2 separate regions of the Hordeum vulgare genome follow, and region 1 is linked to region 2. Evidence: chromatin contacts called from public Hi-C data. All regions are on one chromosome and are shown on one strand. The core of a region is the stretch at or near the end of the contact, and the rest is flanking DNA. Distances in the headings are between cores, read along the strand shown.

Evidence for each region. A called contact is a pair of places that touch in the nucleus more often than the background predicts.
Region 1: a Hi-C map of leaf shows a contact between it and region 2, with 4 times the contacts expected there. The contact joins the promoter of LOC123439612 here to the promoter of LOC123439600 in region 2. A contact is called at or near these places in 4 of 6 Hi-C or Micro-C datasets (leaf and seedling) and 1 of 1 datasets of contacts at active chromatin or transcription factors (embryo).

The regions. Positions count from the first base shown.
Region 1 is chr1H:388,555,676-388,559,697 of MorexV3_pseudomolecules_assembly, forward strand. LOC123439612 reads left to right here and starts at 2,161. Exons shown (of 17, transcript XM_045116312.1): 1 at 2,161-2,337; 2 at 3,041-4,022. The coding sequence starts at 3,051.
Region 2 is chr1H:388,064,076-388,068,504 of MorexV3_pseudomolecules_assembly, forward strand. It overlaps LOC123439600 (D-3-phosphoglycerate dehydrogenase 3, chloroplastic-like), which reads left to right and starts at 2,707. Exons shown (of 4, transcript XM_045116295.1): 1 at 2,707-3,941. The coding sequence starts at 3,350.

The DNA of each region.
Region 1 (4,022 bases), core at 911-3,410, 490 kb after region 2:
CCCTTCACTGTGGCCGGTGCGGGAGGGGTATGGGCCCTGCAGTTGTGGCTGCAATGGAGTGGTCAGGCCGCTGGTGGTGGTAAGGTGCATGGGCGTGAGAATGGGCCAGATGAAAAGGAGATCAGACGGTTACGTGTTTGGGATTGGACGAATCGCTTAGAGAAATCATCCGGTTGATTCCTAGCAACCCCCTTTGTCCAAACACGTTTCACATCCACCAAATAAGTGTTTAAATCTGGTCATGTAAGAGATAGTTGACGACACATGCTGGGGATCCACCTGGCGCATCTTTTTATAGAAGGGAACATGTCGAAATGATACGACTGGCTCGCTATGTCACGTTTCACACTCTCTTGCACACTTAGAAGGGGAAGGGGGGGGGTACTATCGTGCAACAAGGTGTCATATGTTGGGGTGCGACAAAGTCAATGGTCCACCTAGTTGGAACGGGAACACAATGACAAACAAGATCTCGTAAGTGAGTTCTCACGATGAATGTCAAAAGACCGTCTCTCAAACCAAGCTTTCAAATTGATCAAATTGTACTCCATGATGATTAGTCTCGATGGCTCTGTCACATCACAAAAAGATCAAGTAGGTGGTGATGTGAAGATATAAGGATGTACATTCAAGTTATAACCAATGTAAACCATGAGTTGTTGTGAAAAGACATTTATCTTTGATGAGTAGTTTATTTTATTTTCACCCTACAATAGAGACAGATGAAAAATAAGTAAGGATAAGTTGACACACTTGTATAGAAGGGAACACGATGAGCCCATTCGACCCATTAGCTATGATACCGCTCACATTGTTCACACACATTTTTGGGGAGGGGGGGGGTATCGTGCAATATGTTGGCGAACATTGTGATGTGCCAAAGGCAAGGGAGCACCGCACACCGAGTCGACAATAGGAACAATGGCAAAGAAAAACCATGCAAGTAAGCTCTCACAATGACTAACATGCAACTCTAGAACTTTTTTTATAGATTCAATTGTACTACTCCCGCGAATAACAATAATGTGTGCGTCGGTTGAAAAAACCGCATGATGATACCGAGCATATGCCATTAGACCCATGTACACATGGCTTTAGTGTAATTCGAACTAAGACCGTCGTGATAATAAATCATTTTGTTTTATTTCAACATTTTACATTTCCATCAGGGTTTTCCTTCATAAAAGTTGTTTTCTCGATTACATATTAAATCTCACTCAAATAGATGTACTCCCACCGTTTCATAATATAAAAATGTTTTTGAAAGTATCTAGCATTGGGAGCAATTTTTTGACCTAGAACATTTTTTAAAGACATTTTTGATCTAAACCTAAACACCGCAAAACAGTAGACACACAATAGAAGGCTTTCACATATGATCCACTATTTACTTAGAGTATCTATAATAATCGGACATTGCAAATATAACCCCCTAAATGCCCGCAGACACGTCCGGTGAATGACCGGACGTGTATTCTATTTGTCCGTTCGCGTAACCACCCTCCTTATTTTCTTGCTCATATGTACGGTCATTTGCACATAATTGAAGGAGAGAAAAGAAAGAAATGAATGAATAAAGAGAAAAAAAATATGGTCCACGGCCTTGATGCGTCCTATGTGGCAGACTGACCGGGTACGTCCGGGCGCATCTGCAAGCCCTTTATATCCTTTCCATATTTGAGATGGATATGAGGGTTCGTTGATAGCCCGAACGTACAAAGATGATTAAGGGGTTTGGTTGATTTTTTTTTTCCTGTTCGATTGATCGGGCGTGTTCATAAACGTACGAGGGTTATTTGAGACGTTGGGTGCGGATGATCTTACTCGCCAACAGAGTCACAGGTGGTCTACGGGCCAAGTCCATGGTGGCGCCCCCACTCGCACCAGAGGCGTCGCGACAGGCGAAAGTCTCGTCACAAACCAAACCCAAACGCCGCAACAAAGACCCAAACCCGATCCAACCCCAACCCCAGCCCGAGCCCGCACCCGCCCCCTCTTCTCTCCTCTCCTCAGTGTGCGGTGGCCGACTGACTGGCTTGTGCCTGGTTCGCGACTGGCGTGGTGCTCCGCGCAGCCAAACCACAAAGCTACAAACCCCGCTCCACCCCCGCCTCATCGCCTCCTCCGCCGCCCTTCTCTCGCCGCCGACCGCCCCCGCCCCCGCCCCCGTCTCCCCCCACCGTTCACGGTGTCGCCGCGGCCGCCGAAGCAGGAGGCAGGGTCCTTCCGGCGCCGGGCGCCGGGGTATGAGCAGCAGCCGCCGCCCCGCAGGATCTAGGGTTCCGACCACCCCACTCACGTATGGCGGGTGCTAGAAGCTCCAGCGACATCACCTCGGTATCTCCCCCTTCCCCCTTCCATTTACCGCGTGTGGCTGACGGGTGCCGTGTGCTCGCGTCGGGAATTGCTCCGGGCCAGCGCCTGGCCCGACGAGCTAGGGTTTTGAGTGGCGCTTGAACTGGGGCGCTTCGTTTTTTGGATGCTTTTAGCGGGCTGGTTTCAAGTTCGCTGCCAGCTCTCGGGAATTAGGGTTTTGGAGTAGCATCCAGTGTCAGTCCGTGAGTGTCGGGTTTGCTATGTCCAGCTGTTGCCAACTGCGGCTTTGGGTTCCTGCTCCAGCGATTTGATTTTAGGCTTAGCTAATAGAGGGTGATTTGCTGGTAGGGCATGACATCAGAATTAGTATTTGGCCCATCTCGTGTGCTTTATTATACGGAGCTTAAAAATGGGCTGATGCCCCCCGCCATGCAGTTTTATGCGAGACTCATGGGCAGGCAAGTCCTTGTGGCCTCCTATAATTGGCTAAGATTCTGGTTTTCCGTTCCTACCAAGCAGGTTATTAGCCCTGTAATGTTTGATCACCCATCTGAAGAATGGTGATTTGTGTAGTTATGCTTATGTATGAACTGGAGACATGTGTAAACCATCTACCAAATGCCTAGCTAGCTTGGTGCAATGTTTCCTGCTCACACTTTACTTTCGTCATTGACATGTTGGAACTTCCATTTCTATATAAATTTTAAGTTTGTTCATCTTGCAGACAAACACCCATGGAGTATGATGATACTGATTTCCAGAGCCAAAATTTTCAACTAGCTGGTGAAGACAACAGTAAACCCCCATCAGGTTTGCGGCCATTTGCACTGCCGAAACTTGATACTGACGACCAATTACAGGGCCATCTCAGATTTGGCAATTTGACAGACTCTGAAGGATTTTTCAGTGTAGGAGGGCACGATAATAGTTGGATTGAGGTGCTGTCCACTGGAAGTACCGTCGTTGATTTTAGTTCTAGTGCAGCTGAATCTTGCTCCATATCTAGGAGTAACTATGTCTGGTCAGAGGCAACTTCCACTGAGTGTGTGGAAATGTTGTTGAAGTCAGTGGGAGAAAATGAGATGACTGGTAACATGGATGATAATGTGCATCAGCAGTTAAGTGGCATGGACAGTCAAATTTGTCCATCCAACATGCAACCTAAATCTAGTGACTCTCCATCAGATAGCATTGTGGTGCCTGCTGAGAATGACCAGTCCCAGGGCACTCGTTCTAGAATGCCAGAAGATCCTTTGACAAGTCAACCTCAGTTTGAAGATATTGCACCTTTCTCAATGGTTGAGAAAGCTGAACATGCCGCAGCTTCAACTTTATCAGGCAGGAAGTCGAACTATATGTTGGATTCTGTTTCTGAGAAGTGCATTGTGAGTGAGAAGCTGTCTTCTGCTTCTCAAAAAACACCAGAAGGCTGTCCAGCTGTTGACAACTATTTTAAGGTGGTTCATGATGGTGATTCTTTGGACAATCTCAACATACACTCAGCTGGAGTTGATTCTGATAAGTTGAGCAATGAAGCCTTCTCGGAGTTAGCTCGAATTCAGAACATATACTCCACTGGCTCATATCACTTTGAGCAAGGCAATCATATGCATGCAAATAAACTTGAAGGAATGCATGAATTGCAAAAAATGACAGAAAGCTCTGATGGATTATTGGAGGCCATCACAAATCCGGTTAAGATGCTG
Region 2 (4,429 bases), core at 1,457-3,956:
AGAAGCCACTAGTGAACACTACGGCCCCCGGGTCTATTCACAACTATCGTCTCCACTTTTACTTTTACTTTGCTTTGTTTACTTTTTGCTTTCAGTTCTCACTTTGCAAACAATCTATAAGGGATTGACAACCCCTTCATAGTGTTGGGTGCAAGCTCTTTGTGTTTGTGCAGGTACTTATGACTTGACGCGATCCTCCTACTGGATCGATACCTTGGTTCTCAAACTGAGGGAAATACTTACTGTCGCAGTGCTACATCACCCTTTCCTCTTCAAGGGAACACCAACGCAAGGCTCCAAGGCCGCAGGGAAATCCTTTGCATATTTGCCAAGGAAATCCCTATAGGCGTAGCCAACATCAGAAGGACCTCTTACGCCGTTGCCGGGGAAGGTCTTTTGTTGCCGTAGGAGGCACCTAGTCGAGCCAGTGGCACAGGGACGCTAAAGGGTCGAAGGACTACCCTGTGGACATGGTGCGCAGGCTTGCGTGGCCTTGTGGTAGCCGCAGCCGTGGTGATCACGGTGCTGGCATGCCACAGCGCGCGCTCTGTGCGGTTCTAGTGGCAGATGTGCTCGCCCGAGCCATCTCTCACTGTCCCCCCTTGTCCATTGGTGCCAGCGTCGTCCCTGGTAGCCGCGTGGCACCTCCAGAAGCCTCTGGGTCGCCGGAGATGGCCGCCGCCGCTCCCAGCCAAGCTCCGCCACGGGCAACACAGTGGGCTTTGGCCACTGTGATTGTCCGCAAGCCATTAATGGCTCCGGACCCGTCCCGTTGCTCCCCTGCCCTCCTCCATCACCTCACCCCCATGCCACAACGGTCAGCTCACCGTCCTTGCTCCAATAGCAAGCCCGAGCCTCGCCGCTTCGGGAGAGCTTGGCAGCGCTCGTCGCTGGCCTATATAAGGCGCTGCCCGAACCCCTCCTAGCCATCACCCTTCTCCTCCACCCCTCGATTAGCCCTAGAGACCCCCAGCAAGAGCCGGGAGCTCGTCTCCCTCATCTCCAGCGAAAGGCTCCGCCGCCAAATTGCCTCTGTCGCCAGCAACCTCCACCCTTCCCCAGTCGAATCCGAGGCCACCATCGAGTTCCCCTCGTCTCCCTAGTCCTCCTCGAGCCTGCGGTGAGCCAAACCCCTGTCAGAACCGTCACCGTCGACGACCACCGTAGCTTCCATCGTCGGAGAAGAAGGGGCAACGCCGTCCGTCCACCTCCGGAGGAGCTACGGGTACAGGGGAACCGCCGTCGAGAGGCCGATCGATTCCCGTCATCTCCCAGCTCCGTCGCCGTCTGTATCGTTGGTGAGCCGCCCTCCTCTGTTCCCCTCCTCTCTCTCTGTTTTAAAAAGGGCAGGCCCCACCTTCTCCACTTTACGCCTTCGACGTGGCCCCCGTTAGATTTATTATTTTTGATTTAATTTCATATTTGACCAGTAACTTTGACCCTTTATAACTTTTTATTCCTAAGTCCAAATCAATTGATTCTTTTTTGCATTCAGTTGGTACTGATCCCCTCTAATTTCTGGTAGATTTTGGTATTTTTTCCATACTCACAGAATTTCTGGTTAATAAAAAGGTACAATGTGACATTTTCTTTTTTTTTTATTTCAGAGGGAAACTTTGGTGAAGACCAGGATACCCATGTGATGTAGTATTTTCATAGCATAGAATATTTTCTTGCGTTATGCCCATTTATTTTCTATAAAATAAATGCATAGTAAATTATTAAATATAAACAAGTGCTCATTGTTATAAACCACTATATTTGAAATTACTTAGTGGTTGATCTAGAGTCACCTGTCTGGGCTTAACTGTGCAACCACATTTTGCCGGTATGGGGCGGCCGTGACTTGAGCTGATCGCGTGACCTTTCACCGGTACCTCCAAAGAGGGAGGGTTATGCACGCGTGCTACCCTGATTAGGTAGGTGGTGGTAACCCTGTGAGCCCAGTTGAGTTGTTTTGGGCCCATCCCCCGTTGGGCCAGTTTAGTTTGGCCACGACGATGGCAGGTGTCATGAGGACACAGGGCCACCTAGGGCAGGACTCCCGGGGAGGATGATTGCCGGTGGTAGGATGAGAGAGTCACGGGCCAGGCAGGTTTCGTTGGAGCAACACTGGTCCAACCGAATGGGATCCCGAGGTCGGTGCTCCATAGTGTGGGTAAAGTGTGCAACCTATGTAGAGTGTCAAACCTATTCAAATAGCCGTGTCCACGGTATTGGACAACCCGACCAGACCTCAGTAGATGGTCAACCATATCCGTGTTAGTAATGATGGAAGAACTCTTCAAAGGATTAGAGATGCTCGATGAGTATTCTGGGTGTTGTAAGACAACCCAGACATGAGTAAGTTGGTAATTGGTAGAATCAGTAATCTTGCTTAATAAACTATATTGATTGTCATGCTATTGTTTGCTGCATTACTTGGTTGTTGTGAGCTTGCGAGTACATTCCAAATACTCATCTAGCGTAACATGCAGATGCAGGAGAAGCCGAGGACGGAGGTCCTCATGGTCCGTACTAGGAAGTGTCCACAGCAGTGTCCCTGTGGATGGAGTTGCCGCTATGTTCCGCTACGCCGTAGAAGTACTTAGTAGTCTCGAAGCCCCACTATGATTCATAAATAATGTACATACTGTTGCAGCACCGAGGGTGCCTTTGGCCTCGCTATCCTTATAAGATATGTACTTGTAACCATATGCTATCAATAAAGTCAGTTCAATTTTGTTTCAAGTTGTTGAGTGTTTACAGAAGACATGATCTCTGAGTTGAAAACACTGGTAATCCGATTTGTGAGCCGGGGTGCCACATTACCCTTATAAACACACACCCTCATCCTATTCTATGAGCACCTTCGAAAGACTGAAGCGGTATATCATCTTGAGATTTACGATGTCATCTTAGGCGCCTCGTCATCGACGAAAACGTCTCCTCTCACTGAAAACGTATCACTGAAAATCCTGAAATAAATATAAAAACAATGCAAACACCAGCAGATAGGCTGAAAATACCATCGTTCGTCTTACCATCCGACAACATATTATTTTGCTTGAGCTTTGTTTCCTGGTGTGTTCTCTCAGGTCTCGATCCATGTATTGCATTTCCAGGCCCCCCAAGCAATAATTTCCTGTCCCATCCACCCGTCAAAATTAATTTCCCCAAAATAACCCCCACCAACTTCCCCGGAGCCTCGCGTTAACCAACCAATCCTTGCTCCTCCTTGCCTCAATATCAATAGATCAATATCAATAGAGAAAAGACCATTCTGCTTCTTCCTCCGGCTCCCTGTCTTCCGATAACCAGATATCAGTATCACCGGCGTGAGACACGGCTCGAGCCTGATTGATTGAACATGTCCGCCTCACGCGCCCTCCTCTCCAGCCCGCACGGGGGCGCGGGCCCGGCCTCCACGAAAGCGCGGGCCCGCCTCGCCGCGTCTTCGATCCCGTTCGCGCGCCTCCGCGCCCGGACCGCGATCCTGTCGTCGCCGGCGGCCACCGCGCCGGTGACCTCTTCGGAGCCGAGGCGCCGGATCTCGCGTTCCGTGTCGGACTCGGCGCCGCGGGCGAAGCCTGCGGTGCTGGTGGCGGAGAAACTGGGGGAGGCCGGGCTGGACGTGCTGCGCCAGTTCGCCGACGTGGAGTGCGCGTACGGCATGTCCCCCGCCGAGCTTCTCGCCAAGGTGGCGCAGTTCGACGCGCTCATCGTGCGGAGCGGCACCAAGGTGACGAGGGAGGTGCTGGAGGCCGGGCGCGGGCGGCTGCGGGTGGTCGGCCGGGCCGGCGTCGGGATAGACAACGTCGACCTGCAGGCGGCGACCGAGGCCGGGTGCCTCGTCGTGAACGCTCCCACGGCCAACACCGTCGCCGCGGCGGAGCACGGCATCGCGCTGCTCGCCTGCATGGCCCGCAACGTCTCGCAGGCAGACGCCGCGCTCAAGGCCGGTGAGTGACTCATCGCTTGACTCTTGCAGCCTCGTTTCATTTGTGATCGTTGGTGGTCAGTTACGTTACGTCCGTTTTAGTTTATCGATTGCCATTCTTTCAGATTTTTAGTGCTACTATTTTTGACATCGACGTCCGATTCTCAAGGATGGCTCCCAGTAGATTATAATACCACAAATATTCGTTGGTGCTTACTCATCCTCAGAATCGGAACATGTGATTAAATTACGTGGTGTCACTTTAGTGGCGTTGGGTGGGAGAGAAAGGTAAATTTAGACTTTACATGGACATATTGTGTCCAAGACGGACGCCTTTCAAATTCAATGCTAATAGAAAGCAACGGTTGTATCACTGAGGGTATTTTCCAGCGAATCAAAGCGGGGTGGATGTAGCGGCAGCAAACATCTGGCATCCTAAAAAGTACTCCATCCGTTTCAAAATATAAGACCTTTTAGAGATTTCACTAAGAGACTATATACGGAGCAAAA